2 separate regions of the Arachis hypogaea genome follow, and region 1 is linked to region 2. Evidence: chromatin contacts called from public Hi-C data. All regions are on one chromosome and are shown on one strand. Each heading gives the region's core, a stretch centred on a gene start, on an enhancer-like site or on the middle of the called end of the contact. The rest is flanking DNA. Distances are from core to core; before and after follow the strand shown.

Region 1 (7,289 bases), core at 3,577-6,076, 47 kb after region 2:
GTGGTAGAAATAGTCCTGTTTATGGATTGAGTCTTGCTATTAAGTCTTGCTGCTTTCCCTTCACCTTGGTCTTTCCTCGGTGCTGCTCTCGCTAGACTGGACGATGCTGTTCTTTCTGCAATTCTCCACTGGCGCTCGAGCGCCAATTCTTCCATTCTCTTCCTAATTTCATCTTCCTATTTAACAAACACCATTGAGAATTAGATTTAGGACTATTCAATTGTTATCCAAAACAATAATATGCAAAGAAACCAAGATATAACATAATAGATATATAATCATTCGTATACTTCTCCTATCAGCTTAAGCTTTTGGGACAAGTGACTTTATCAGAGGTTTTGTATACCTGTTCCCGTTTGCTCTTTTGAACTATTGGTCTACTCGTGAGAGGTGTCCTTTTGTTCCTAGGTGTGATTTCAGGCCTGCTCTTCACGGACGATCCGCGAATACTCTTGGAATTAGGCTTGTCCTTCTCCAAACTCCTAGTTCCTGAAACTTTGCTTTTGGTTTTGTCATTCTCAGGAGTAACAGGAACATCCTTGTTGACATCAATAGAAGACCTTCTACAAGTTTCTGTGAAAGAGAAGTCAATTTCGTAGTCCATTGTCCTCGAAGCCTCAACAGAATCCAATCCAGAATCCCGTTGTAACACTACATAGAGGTCACTGGGCTCTTCCTCACGCTTCTGACTCGAAGCAGCCGTGTCGGCTTCCATCATGTTCGCGGAAACTAGATCTTCAACAACTATGTCTGTCCTCCATTGTGAATCAGAAGGACTATTATCAACCAACTGACCTTGTATCATAAAAGAATCATCAATGAAACTTTCTTGACTTCTTTTTTCAGCATGGGAGCTATCATTGACTGATGACAAAACACAATCACCATCAACTGTGGGAACAGGACTCCTGTTCTTATCCAAATTATCAACAATAAAACAATCATCTGCTGCTATGCTCTTTGTTACCAATGACGAATCGGCTACAAAAGTAGATAATGGATTGCCGAGTTCATTTCCGGTTTCTTTTAGCCTATTAGACATCAGCATCTCTTCTCCTATGCTGTCCCTCCTCTTGGTAACCGAACCACGGCTGTCTACATATTCATCCAGCTTGAATCCACCTTCATTTGCTCCATTTCTGTTGGCCACAATGAAGGAGTCACTCGGGACTTTAGGATTCTTCGGAACCTCTTTGAAGTCCATGTGTGGAGATGAACTAGAATATGGCATTGGTTCTATGGAGTTTCGCACCATAAGATGTTCATTGTGGACATCAATTGTTGGCTGCACCTTTTCTCCAATATCTTCATCTATCTTCAATAGGTTCTGGAAAGCATCCCAGTTGTCATTTTTGTTTCCTTCTTCAGATGCATTGCCTGAGTTTTCAGTGAGATCATGATCAGTTGAATCACTCGATTTAGTTAAACTGCGCCGAGAATGTGCTTTCTTTCCGTTAGCATGTTTTTCAACTTTATGAACCTTTTGCAAGGACTCAAGAGCAGCACCAACTTTCTGTTTGATGGCTTCTTCGCTGCCACCGTCATCACCATCATCTAAAGATGATTCATCAGAGCTTTCACCATCATTTCCATTTCTCCTTTTTGGAGTAATGTAGTTGATGTTACGAATCACAACAGTTCCTGAAGACTTTCTTCTGTTCTTTTTCCTTTTCAGAGCATCCTTCACCGAATGATTCGACTCCTGCTCTTCATCTGAATTAGACTCACTCCCTGAATCAGACTCGCTCGACTCGGTCTTCTCATCTTCATCTTCTTCATGCCCTTTCTTATTTGTTGATTTCTTCTTCTTGGTTTCTGATGGTTTCTGATTCATTGCCATGTCAGAAGACCATTGCATATTTCTTAAAAGGTGAGGAGGAACAGGCTGCATATTAGTCATAGGATATCCTTGGTATGGCGGCATTTGCTGAAGATTGTACATATATGGAGGAGGTACATTGTAAGGCCATGGCATCGGCATATGAACATTCGCCATGTGTGGTGGTTTCGGATCAGTTGAAGCCAAGTTCACATCTGCAGATTGTAGAAACTCGGTGTAAACTTCAATATAATATGGTAAAAGAAAATTGAAAAACAATAAAATGATACCTTCTTTTTTACCAGAATTTGGTGTTTCCAGTTCTCCAGCATCCTTAGTGCTATTATTCTCAATAGTATCGTTTGCTAGCACAATTCCGGATGTCTCGGAAAATAAGATCGCCGGAGGTAAGCATGATTGCATTGCAGCAACTTCTTTTATCCAAAGATCATCAGCATGCTTTTTGCTCCATAAATCCTTGAAGTTAATGCAGGCTTCCCTATAAGCATGTAAGAATCAGCTTTCTCTTAGTGCATAATAATACACAGAACCTTCTTAATATGCTAATCAATTCCAGTTCATACCTCAAACGCAATGCTCCAAATGCATTTGCAAAATGCATGAGATCATCAATACTGTTGATCTCAAATCCGGCAACTAGACCACGTGTATAGGCCATAGCTTGCTCTTTCCGGAGTAGTGCTATTCGAGACTCCAATAGTCGTTGCAGGGAGACCCTAAACGATATGGAAATTGAAAACTTAGGAACAAATTTAAAACTAGCAAAACAAAGAAGATTACACTTCAATTGAAGAGGTAGAAACTTACTTTGAGCTTTCCTCTTCTTTATTGTCAACATCTTCAATTACTCCATTTAACTGAAACAAATAACAAACATAAATCAATAGAATTCTTAGAGACTCTTAAGTAATTTTGACATACATGTTGGGAGATAAATACCTTTGCAGAATCACTCAACCTCCTTGTAATTCCATTGGCTTGTGGCGCGGTTCCTATACAAAGGAATTTTAGTAAGACAACTACTTAAGAAGTGCGGTTTCTTGGAATTCAATTCTATTCTAAGAACAATTACTAATCAATTCTCAAAGAAATATCTGCAAAACATGCTTGAAATTGCAGCTCCTAGCCATACCTTCATCGGAAGATGCAGTGGACATCGACAAAGCATTTGCTTGAAATGAACTTTCAATCTGCAGGATTTCTTTTTCAAGGCTGACGAACCTCTCCAAAATCGCAGGTGTGCTAACGAATCGCACAAATCTAAAAAAAATTGCACAGCATGTCTTAATACGATGAAGAAATTGGATTGATGTGAATTGGATGAAGGATATATAGGTCATGAACAGAGCAAAAAATGCACAACATGTCTTAATTTCCAAAGCCTCACCACTCTCCGGGGTAGACTACTTTCCAAATTATACTGTCGAAATAGTTTGAATCAAAGTATCCAACAAAAAATGAATCCCTATTCTCCAAATCTATAAAACCAAGTAAACTAATTCCATGACTAATGTGATAGTCATCATTCAACTAGTTGGATTTCATTCATCAATCCCTGCTTAATTAACTAATAATTAAGAACATTTAGAAATTCCTAAGTCAATATGCATTTGAAAAACCATTCCCAATCATATCTAAAGCACTTAAGCACTTTCAATGCAAAGGTAATTGATTCATTGATTCATTGATTCCGGGGTTCTTCAAACTTAATTGGAAATAGGATAAGTACTCTATTGAAACCAAAGAACAAATGAAGAATCATTTACAAACACCGTGATTATCCACAAAAGAATAAAAGTGAAAAGAGGGAAAACCAGATAAGGGGGAAAGGAATAATCACCTTTCAAAGGTGGCCTTGGAGAACCAGAATGCAGAATTGTTTGGAGGGAGAAGCTTAATTGAGTATCCACCTTTAGAGATCTCATCTTTCACAAACTTGAGGTGAGAAACAAAAGGCTCAAACAACCCTGAAGCTATTTTCTCACGAACACCACCACAAAACACTACCAGCTCACATCTGCAGAAGAAAAAGGATCAAACCCAAAATTCCAAAACCCATCCACTAATCCTGGAAACCAAAAAAGATTAATTCTTGAGATCATAGAAATTCTGGGGTGCCTCAAAACATTACCTGGTCCTGGTTGGTGTGAGTTGAAACAAAGCATAATCCAGAACAGCCTTGGAATCCATGCTAAGAAGAAGCAGAGAAAACTGTCAGAACATAACAAACTAAACACTGAACAACGTTAATTAGATTTGTTTGTGCTGGTGAAAATGCTAGAAAGTTGATAGTAGCATAGTATCTACTACTACAACTAGTTGTGAAACATGACTTATGAGTTATGACAGTGTCATGTGATAGAAAGAATAGAAGAAAGAAAAAATAAGAGAGACAGCAGAGAGATTCAGCATGGCACATGGAGTGTGAAGTGGGGTAATGTTATTGGATTTCAACGCCAAAAGTCACATGCAACGGTGACACCTTCTTTCTACTAATGTCTACCGTATCTTTTTACTAACCCACACTCATCTTCTGTGCCTAAGCTTTTGTATCAATGACGCCAGCAGCCACAAAAATCAAAAAGTCATCAAGTGAATGGTGATTATCAAGGTTTTAAAAACTCAATTGATGATCGAATTTATAAAGTTCAAAGTTTAAAAATTTAAACATTCAATTGAAGTTCAATTAATGTTAAATTAAATATAATAAAATAATATATTTATGTATAAGATATATAATTTAAAAAACTTTTTTTTATAATTTATTTTTTTAAACATGTTTAAGGTTTAACGCTAAAAAATTATACCGGTTAATTCGTTTTTTATCTGTATTTTTATTTTTAACTGATTACTGTCAAATAATTTTTGTTTTAAACTAGAATTGTCGGATGGTAAGTTTTTGATTAAGCAGATTGAACGGACTGATTCGATCTGGTTATTATTTATTAGAGCTATGGTGATTATTCATTATAGTATGCTTGTGCAAGTTTTCCTCTCATGACTAGTGTTTGCTATGCCTTTAATATTAATGATTTAATATATTTGAAACATTATAAAGAAATAAATATTGATCGTATATATGTGTGCTTTTAAGACCATTTAAGTGTTTATCCTTAAAAGTTAAAAGACAAGACGGTGGAAGCATTGGCAAATGTTTGGTTTGGCACCTCACACCAGTTGTCTTGCAGTGGTGATTGATAGGATATGTCAGGTTGGAAAGGAATATGCTTATAATTTTAAATGCACTTTTCCCTTTGTTTGATTGATTAATGCCCAATATTAACAATTTATTTATGAATACAGCACAGATTTTTTACTTGCTTTGCTTGAGACAGGAATCAGACACTTCACTTCACAATTCATTATTAAGACTTCACAATTCACATTAGATTTATTTCTCATTTTAACCACCCCCCCCCCTCCCCCTTCTTTTTTTTCCCTCCTTTTTATTCCTATTATATGAGGAATGTCCACATATCCAAATTCAGATATATTTTTTTCCCTAAGGGGAAAACATAAATCTGAATGCATAGATTAACTGAATGGATTTTTATTTTATTTATCAAAATATACGGTTTATAGTATTTTTACAAAAATTACCGTATCTCTTATCTCGTAAATAAAATAAGAATGCATGTATCTCATTTACACTATAAATGAGATAAGACACAAAACGATACAGTCGTATCACGTTTGTACACATGACGTATAACGGTCCTATCTCCTTTACAGTGTAAACGAGATAAGAGTGGATGAAGTCTATATACATGTATTTCGTCCATAGCGCCATTTGAGTCCTTGTTATATCCATTTCTTCAACTTTTTTTTTTCTACTTGTACCTTTTTTTAATCATATTATTGAATTACTAAGAGATTATGGTGCACGCCAATGCACATCATACAGACATCAATCAACTGAACGCAACATGATGATCACCACCTGTATTACCATGATAATCAGCACCAATGATATTGATATGTTTAGGATGAATTATATGGTAAAGATGTAAGTTTATAGATCTTTCCTTTTATAGGATGAAAGAGAGATTGAAAAAGATAGGACTCACATTTTGAACAACAATAAAATAATAAAAAATAATTATAAAAATAATTTATATTCTCTCTCTATACAACTTTAATCTGTATAGTAGAGTGTCCCTATGTATAGACTTTACGTTATTTTATTTGTTATTAAAGTTGTAGCTTGGCACAATATTTAAGTTCGTTAGCATCGTTGTTGTAAATTGTGTCCTTGCTATTATTTATATTGTTAGCCACCTTTTACGTAATTTTAGTTATTGTTGTATGTAAATGTGTTAACGTGCTAAATTCAAAATTTTAGAATTCAATAATGAAGAAAAGTGCATTAAAGTTTAATTTAATCAAAATAAACCCTAAACCTAAAACCCTAATAACAAAAACATCGTAAGGATCTAAACAAGAAACTAACATTCAAGTACAAAATAAACGAAGTAAATAAAGAACACACTAAATGTTTTTTGACAACTAACAAACAACTGCATCGTGAAACTAAACTAAGCCATTGGTTTGGACAGTCTTTTCGAGTATGCCCGATTTGTCTGCATAGACTACACATCTTCTCTTGACGCTTACCCTCATCCATCTCATTACGAAATCTGGTGAAAATAGGTCTGCCAGTAGTCTTCCTACGCATGGCTGGATTAGGATGCAGCCGTGTTTCGTACCACTCCAGCCAAAGCTTCGCATCTGGTATCGGTGGAAACTCCGTCTCATACATCTTGAATACAACAGACTGCAACTACACCGGATGCACATATTGAACCTACCAGCCATGTCTGCCATCTCTCGCGACAAACATCTTAAGGCATCTATGTACCACTGGTACCCAACTTTGCTTGGGCTATAAGCAACGTTTATTAGATATTGCTTGTTCTCGACAAACTTGAAACGAGATGTAAAGTTCGCAGCCATGTGCCTGACATAATAAGCATGAAACGCTCTAAGAGGATGCCAGCCACTATCGTCGGCTCTTAGTGCAACCTTGATCACCTGGGATCTGTTAGAAATAATCAACAAGCCATCTTGTGGGGTCACATATTGTCTCAAATTCGTAACAAAGAAAGACCAGGACTCGGTGCTCTCAGACTCAACAATTACAAAAGCAACAGGAAGAATGTTGTTGTTACCATCTTGTGCTACTGCAATAAGTAAAGCACCACCATATTTGCCATACAAATGTGTGCCATCAACAGAGACGAATAGCTTGCAATGCTTAAATGCCTCCACACAGACAGGGAAGGCCCAGAATACCTTATCAAACATGCTACAGTCGCGCACCATAAGGTGTCCATCATAGTACAGTATGACCTTGAACTCACATATTGTTCCGGGATAACAACTTTGCAGTGCTTGCAGCAACCTAGGCACTTTATTATGTGACTCCTCCTAATCTCCATATATCTGCGCA
Region 2 (7,486 bases), core at 2,085-4,584:
AAGTGGAATAGAAGAGCTATAGTTTAATCTTTATATATAATCTACTATTCAGTTAGACTGAGTTTTGAAATTCCCTGTCTTCATACATTCATCTGTATGCTGTACCACGTCACTTGTCAAAATTTGCCTGTACATTGAAATTTTCAATTCTTTCCATGATAATTTTTGCTGTCTGCTTTTGGAAGCAAAATTTTCTTCTTGTCAATCTACATATAACCGATTAAGGGTATTCTTATTGAAAGATTACTGTTGGAATTGATATTATTTCCTTGCTAGGTATCACTTGATGCAGCAAAAGTCATAAATGTAACTCCTCGATATGCCCGACTAAGGGCAGGTGCAAATGGCTCGGCCTTAGGACAAATTATTGGGTGGGAGAACATAGAACTCATCAGTGATAGGCCACTTGAAACGATGTTGAAAGAATTCAAGCAACTAAAAGAAGAATACCCGGATAGAATTCTCATTGCTTCAATCATGGAGGAGTACAACAAAGTTGCTTGGGAGGAGCTTATTGATAGGGTTGAGCAAACTGGAGTTGTGAGTTTTGTTTCTTGGATGATTTGTGAAACCGAGTACTTTTTATTCTTATTGAAAATACCTGACCTCTTTGATGTTCTTTTAGGATGCAATTGAAGTAAATTTCTCCTGTCCTCATGGAATGCCGGAACGCAAAATGGGTGCGGCTGTTGGACAAGATTGTGCTCTTCTGGAAGAGGTTTGTGGATGGATAAATTCGAAAGCTACGGTTCCTGTTTGGGCCAAGATGACTCCCAACATAACTGATATTTCTCAGGTTGATTTCATATCTTGTCCTGTCCTTTTATACTCTACGCATATCATGCTGTTTTTAAGAATTAAGTGAGAACTTCTTCAAAATTTGTAATTTTCATAAAATATTGAGTTTACATTTGAATTGTCTTGGTAAACTTCATTAAATCAATCTTACTTAACAAGTGATACATAATATTTATTGATCTTTCATGATTATCATATTGGTAATTTTTGGGGATTCTTTTGCTTATAGCCAGCCAGAGTTGCCCTTCAATCAGGATGCAAGGGAGTAGCTGCCATAAATACAATCATGAGTGTCATGGGAATCAATCTAAATACATTACGTCCCGAGCCTTGTGTTGAGGGGTTTGTAATCTCATTCATACCAACTTCGCATTTCTTCTGTTATTTTTCGATCATCTTAAATATATGATTTATCTAAATAATGTTATCAGGTACTCTACTCCTGGGGGATACTCAGCAAAGGCAGTCCATCCAATAGCACTTGGGAAGGTCATGAGTATCGCGAAAATGATGAAGTCAGAATTTGATATGGACAAGTATTCACTTTCAGGCATTGGAGGTGTCGAGACGGGTGGTGACGCTGCAGAGTTCATTCTTCTTGGGGCAAACACTGTTCAGGTATGATTGATGAACGCCGATTAGGCCTTATCAAGTTTCTCCTTATCAGATTGAAAACCTTGTTCAATTAATTTATGACAAAAACTAAGCAGATCTTTTCAAACTATAGGTGTGCACTGGTGTTATGATGCATGGCTATGGTCTTGTGAAGAAACTATGTGATGAACTTAAAGACTTCATGAGAAAGCACAACTTCACATCAATTGAAGATTTCAGAGGGTAATAGAACTTAAAATTGGCCAAATACGTTTTTAGTCCCTATAAAATCGTAATTTCTTTTCTAGTCCCTGCAAAATTCACAAGATGATTAGTCTTAGTTCCTGTTAAATGCTGACGTGATAGACAGAAATTCAACCCTTGCATGTCGCATTTCATCTACCACGTCAACATTTATCAGAGACAAACTAACGACAAGGACCGGGGATTAAAAGAGGAAATCACATTCTAAGGGACAAAAACCTTATTAACAGAAACTGATCTGGTTTCAACTTTCCAGTAGATTGAAATACAAAGATGGAAGAAAAGCATTCTGATATTTTCCTTTTCTTTTTTGTTTACTGGGACGAAAATTGCAGGGCTTCTCTTCAGTACTTCACTACTCACACTGATTTGGTCCAAAGGCAGCAAGAAGCAATAAGGCAGAGGAAAGCCATAAAGAAAGGGTTGCAATCTGATAAAGATTGGACAGGTGATGGTTTTGTTAAAGAATCTGAAAGCATGGTTTCCAACTGAAATCGTCTTCATCAATCAAACAAGTGAAAAATGCAAAGCCTTTCTTTGCATGATTATATATATATGTTCATGAAAATTTGGGTAACATGGAAATGAAACACATAAGGCTCTTAGTTTTAGGGTCAGGAACTAATGGAAGTCAATTTTAATTTTACTTTCTTTGGTGCACTTGAGAAAATGTGACGTTGTTTAAACTTGAAAGTATTTTAATTCTTTTAGGGTGTTCTTCAGTTGTTAAACTACCAAATTTCTTTAAGTCTTTAAACCGTTTTTGCCATCATTAGTTGTGTGTTCAAGTTATAATTAAACATGACCAGAAAGTGGACTATATCTGCTGGCAAACTATAAAGAAAAATATAACTAAAATTAAGGTGATATTTTTTTTATTATTTGGCAACAATTTTTTATTTGATCACAAGCTTCAAAAATATAGCACAAGCTAATTAATAGTAATTAAACACTAGAAATAGGTTTCCTCGAATCGTTGAGATATCTATCCTTTCATAATATATATAGAGGATGTAAAAATAGTTAGTGTACACTTTTTTATATATATAATCCAATTTCTTTTCCTTTTATTTTCAGGGCTTGAAGCAAAGGTCCCTTAGTTAAATTATAAACAATTTTCATTTGAACTAATTCTATTTTTATTAATTTTACACGTTTAATAAATAAAATATTAGCTAATATATATAATATAGGAAGAATATTCAGTATGTCACCACGATGGAATCACTGAAGAAAAATCAAAAGCTTATAGAAAAGGCAAGCCATAGAACATTTGAAAATGACAAGTTATAAAGAAAAAGTGCGAACTCACGAGCCTTTAGCATCGATAGCTTATCGTAAAAAAATAAAGTCAGATACAATCTTTTTTCCCTCCTAAGATAATACACTTAAAATCATACAGTCAAACGTTGTAAGATTGCTGGGCCATATGGTTGGACTTTGGTCTTTTGCTTCATAGATCTCCTAAGCTTAAACTCAAAACTAACCTTTTTTTTAATGATCTTACCAAAATTCGATTCTCCCACCAAGAAGAAAAAGGTGAAGTGTTTAATGATTCATCAAGTATCTTATGGATGAACTTCTTTACATGTACCTGATTTTTTCTGAATATCTATAGTAGTTATAAAGTTTTTATTATTGGCCTGTTTGTTTTTGCATGTGTATGATGGGTAGGGGTGGCAAGCGGGGACCGCTCCGCCAGAAGCCCGCCCTTTGGCGGGCTGGTCCGCCCTGCCCCGCCTAGTGAGGCGGTCCCAAAATCCCACTCCGCCCCGCCTAATGGCGGGCTGGCGGGCCGGCGGGCTAAACCCGCTAAATATCTTCTTTTTTTTTTAACTATTAAATAATATATATAAAAGCATAAAAAATTTTTTTCTATTTTTTACTTTTAACTATTATAATTTCTAAAAGTATAAACAAATTATAATTTTTATATTCACAAATATTAAAGTCTTTGTAATTATAAATATCTAATAAACATAATTATAAACCAAGTTTTCATCCAAAACATAATTATAAATATTGTTCCCAAAGCAAAATAAACATAATCCAAAACATAATTATAAATAGTCTCTAAAACAAAATAAACATAATCCAAAACACTCAATTTTCATCTTTATTCTCTTGTAAGTTGGGTTGGGGGATGTTGGGTTTTGGCAAAAAAAATTGTAAAAATACCCCTTGATAAAAAAATACTAAGCCCGGCGGGGAAGCCCGCCCCGCCAAAGCCCGCGGTTTAAACGGTGCGGGTTAGGCGGACTTTTGCTATTTGGCGGTCCTAATTTACCAGCTCAGCCCGCCTTTTTTGGCGGGTTACGCGGTCCGGACCGGCGGATTTAGGCCCATTTGCCACCCCTAATGATGGGTAAAGTAAAGGAAATCATATATGTTTTTATATGTTGTTAAGGTGTATTTATTATTATTATTATTATTATCTTAGGGTTGCTATGAGTTATTTACACTTTATTGAGTTATCGCCAGCATATCGGATACATTTCGAACACGGCACTCATTCGCATTCAATAAGTGTGTCTTTCATAATTAACCATATTTAATAAAACATTAAAAAAAAATTGACACACTTAAACACTTAAATACCATCACAAGTAAGTGTATTTAACTTATATTTTTTAGACGAGTTTAAAAATTAAATTATATATACTATTATTTATTAAAATATAAATTATTTTAAATATTTTATATAATTAAAAAATATTAATTTATATTTAATATTAATAAAATAATAAGATATTATTATAATTTATCTAATAAATATTTTGTATTTTATATATATTGTATACCACATCTTATAAAAACGTAAAATTAATATATCTAAATATTTCATATTGTATATATCATGTTCATTGTACGTTTGAGTATGCCTACTTCATATTATCAAGGACTCTTATACATGGAGCACAAATATATAATGGAAATTACAAAGAAATCCTTATTCATTGCCAGTATACTATTTCCCTAATATATTTTGTATATGGATTAGGTTAATATCTATTATTTAATCTAAGAACCTTTTTATTTGTATAATATATATGACCCATCACCATCACATCATATAAATATTGTCATCATTCTCAAAATAATGTTTTCCCTCAAACATTGTACATTATTTTCGTAAGAAAATAGCTCATAATCTACAGAAAAAAAAAAAAAAAAACTAAAACAGTTAATGATATATTAGAGTGATATGAAATAATCTTGTCTTCAAAAGATGAACTTCTTAAATTATAGTTTTTGAAATATTTGTTTCATTATTATTTAGTGAAAATATTGGGGTTTTACATTATTATATATTTACTGACAAATATTTAACTTATACTGTTTTAAAAGCAAACACAAGCACTTATTTCACTCTCATTAGTATATATATATTAAAAGCTAATTATGAACATTATTTTTGCCATTTAAATCTAAAAATAAATAACAACATATTGGTGAAGATTTGTTAATAAGAAAATGGAAAATTTTTTTTTAATCCAAAACCAAATTTCACAATAAGAAACCTTTAATATACCAGTGTAAAAAATTAGAACTGTTAAAGAAACCAATAATAATAAAAGAAAAGAAAGAAATTAAACAGTTCCCCTAAGGAATATATATATATGTTAAAGTGTAAATTTTTTGTCCTTGAAATTTGTCAAAAATTTTAAAAATATTTTTAAAACTTTTGTTTCAGTTTTGTTCTAAAATTTTTTATTCATATCAAATATATCCCGACAACTAAATTTTTTAAAAAATTAGGATTAATTCAATAATAATGAATGATAAATATATTTGATTTGCTTGTATTAAAGGTTATTTTGTAAAATTATTCTTGAATTGGTCATAATTTTTTTTAAAAAATAATTGTTAGGAGTAAATTTGATGCAAATAAAAAAATTATAGGATAAAATTAAAACAAAATAAAATTTTAGAATATTTTAAAAATTTTTAGCAAATTCAAAGACAAAAAATACATTTTACCCTATATTAAATTAAGAAACAAATTTTTTTCAACCAATATTATTAACTTTTTAAAGTTATTTTATTTATTTTAAATTCTAAATACTAAATTATAAATTTTTAATCTTAAATTTTAAATTATAAATCTAAGCTTTAAATTTTGCTAATATTTATTCACTAAAAATTTGGTTTTTATATTCTTTCTAAATAATAATTTAGTGTGAAACCGTTGGGGCATGATGAGAAGGAGAAAAGATATTTATATATACTTTATAGTCATATCCAATATATATAAGGAAAAAGTCTAGGGACAGCAATTTTATTAAATTCTGGTCAATATGTAACCAGCAAAAAAAAATGAATAATTTCACACCGTTGGATAAAATCTCACACCATTAAAAACATTATTAATAGCTATTTGATAGCTACAAATCACAAAAATTACTGCCCCTAACACTCCTCATATATAAGTGCATACTATACTACCTATGGTATCTTAAAAACTATTACTAAAATTCAAATAATTATTTTAATTTAAAAAATAAAAAATATTATCAAAATAAAAAAAATATGGCTTTAAGTTTAATAACACTAGTCACTATAACTACTATATATATGTATATAACGTTAACGAGGGATTTGAAAATTTAGAATAATAATTGAAAGCATAAATTAATTAATAGCGAAGATTTAGAAATATTACAGTGGTGGCACACGCACAAGCCTGAGAAATTAATTAAAGTTATAAACATGTCTAGATATTAGGGTTTCTTCTGAACTTGCAGTCACTACTTGAAGAAGCACCAGAAGCTTCAGAAGGAGGAGGCATGGCGGTGGCCTTGGTGGTGAGCTCCCTGAGTTGTGAATGCATGTTGTTTATGAAAGCCATTGACTTCTGTTGCGGTTCCTCCATTGCTTCTTTCAGCTTCCCAAGTGCCATGCAATATGCTTCCTGTATGTGCATTTTTTTTTAATTATAAATAAATAATCACAAATGAAAAAAAGTTTGCTACGATTGAATTATTATTATCATTAGAGAAAAAAGTTTACTACTATACTACTGTATTGATACTTGATAGACACTAAAATGCATATTGATTTATTTATTTTTATTTATTAATTAAAAATAGAATTAATTGAGATGATACATGATTTATATCTTAGTTAAGAGATTTTGGGTTAAGTCTTAAAAATAATAACTTTTTTATGAATTATATATAATGAAAAATATTTAAAAAAAAAAGATATTAATCTTTTTATATTTCTATTTTATATAGTATAGAAGTATATATTATTATAATTTGTGTAACCATTAAGACTAATTGTGTCTGGCTTTTGATAGGAGTGAAGGAAATTGTTGAAAATGAAATTGAAGAAAATATCACAATTATTGTTACCCAATATTAATATCTATTGGGCTAGTGTGAAAGGAAGTAATACATATTGTTGGAATCAAACCGAAGAAGCAGAAAAATATGTGGAACTTAAGTTTATATATAATTTTTATTATAAATAATATATTTTAAAAAATTAAACTGTTATATAAAAATATATAAATAATTATATTTCTAATACAAATGTTACTACTTTTCAAATTCTTTTATTTTAGTTAAGTTTTTAAATCATGAAAGATACACGAGCATACGAATTTAAATATTAAAATTTAATAATTATGAATCATTTTTAACCCCTAAACAATTTTTTGTCCTCTTGCAGAAGATTTATGAATACACTTGTCACTTAAAAAAAGAATATAACAACAGAAATAGTTCTGCATTTTGTCCAATAGACAAGTGTATGATTTCATATATATATATAATTTTGATGTATTGTTAGTGTAAAATAATTTTACACGTGTATCTAATTACGT

What was found. Hi-C and Micro-C count contacts between places; a contact is called where the count stands out from the background.
Region 1: a Hi-C map of leaf shows a contact between it and region 2, with 3 times the contacts expected there. The contact joins the promoter of LOC112750890 here to the enhancer-like site in region 2. A contact is called at or near these places in 2 of 8 Hi-C or Micro-C datasets (leaf and an unstated tissue).

What each region holds. Positions count from the first base shown.
Region 1 is chr15:139,440,954-139,448,242 of arahy.Tifrunner.gnm2.J5K5, forward strand. It overlaps LOC112750890 (COP1-interacting protein 7), which reads right to left and starts at 4,827. Exons shown (of 9, transcript XM_072216934.1): 1 at 3,972-4,827; 2 at 3,681-3,857; 3 at 2,973-3,100; 4 at 2,780-2,832; 5 at 2,648-2,697; 6 at 2,404-2,556; 7 at 2,110-2,318; 8 at 347-2,034; 9 at 1-176. The coding sequence starts at 4,030.
Region 2 is chr15:139,395,092-139,402,577 of arahy.Tifrunner.gnm2.J5K5, forward strand. LOC112750889 (dihydropyrimidine dehydrogenase (NADP(+)), chloroplastic) reads left to right here. Exons shown (of 7, transcript XM_025799808.3): 2 at 277-540; 3 at 626-796; 4 at 1,028-1,140; 5 at 1,230-1,416; 6 at 1,526-1,635; 7 at 1,992-2,368. The coding sequence ends at 2,148. It overlaps LOC112747191 (homeobox protein knotted-1-like 1), which reads right to left. Exons shown (of 3, transcript XM_025795176.2): 3 at 6,255-6,568. The coding sequence ends at 6,371. Among protein-coding and RNA genes, the nearest start is that of LOC112750889, 6.1 kb to the left of the region's middle. Within about 2 kb of position 3,335, at least 2 of the 3 cell types and tissues checked have open chromatin away from gene starts, as enhancers often do.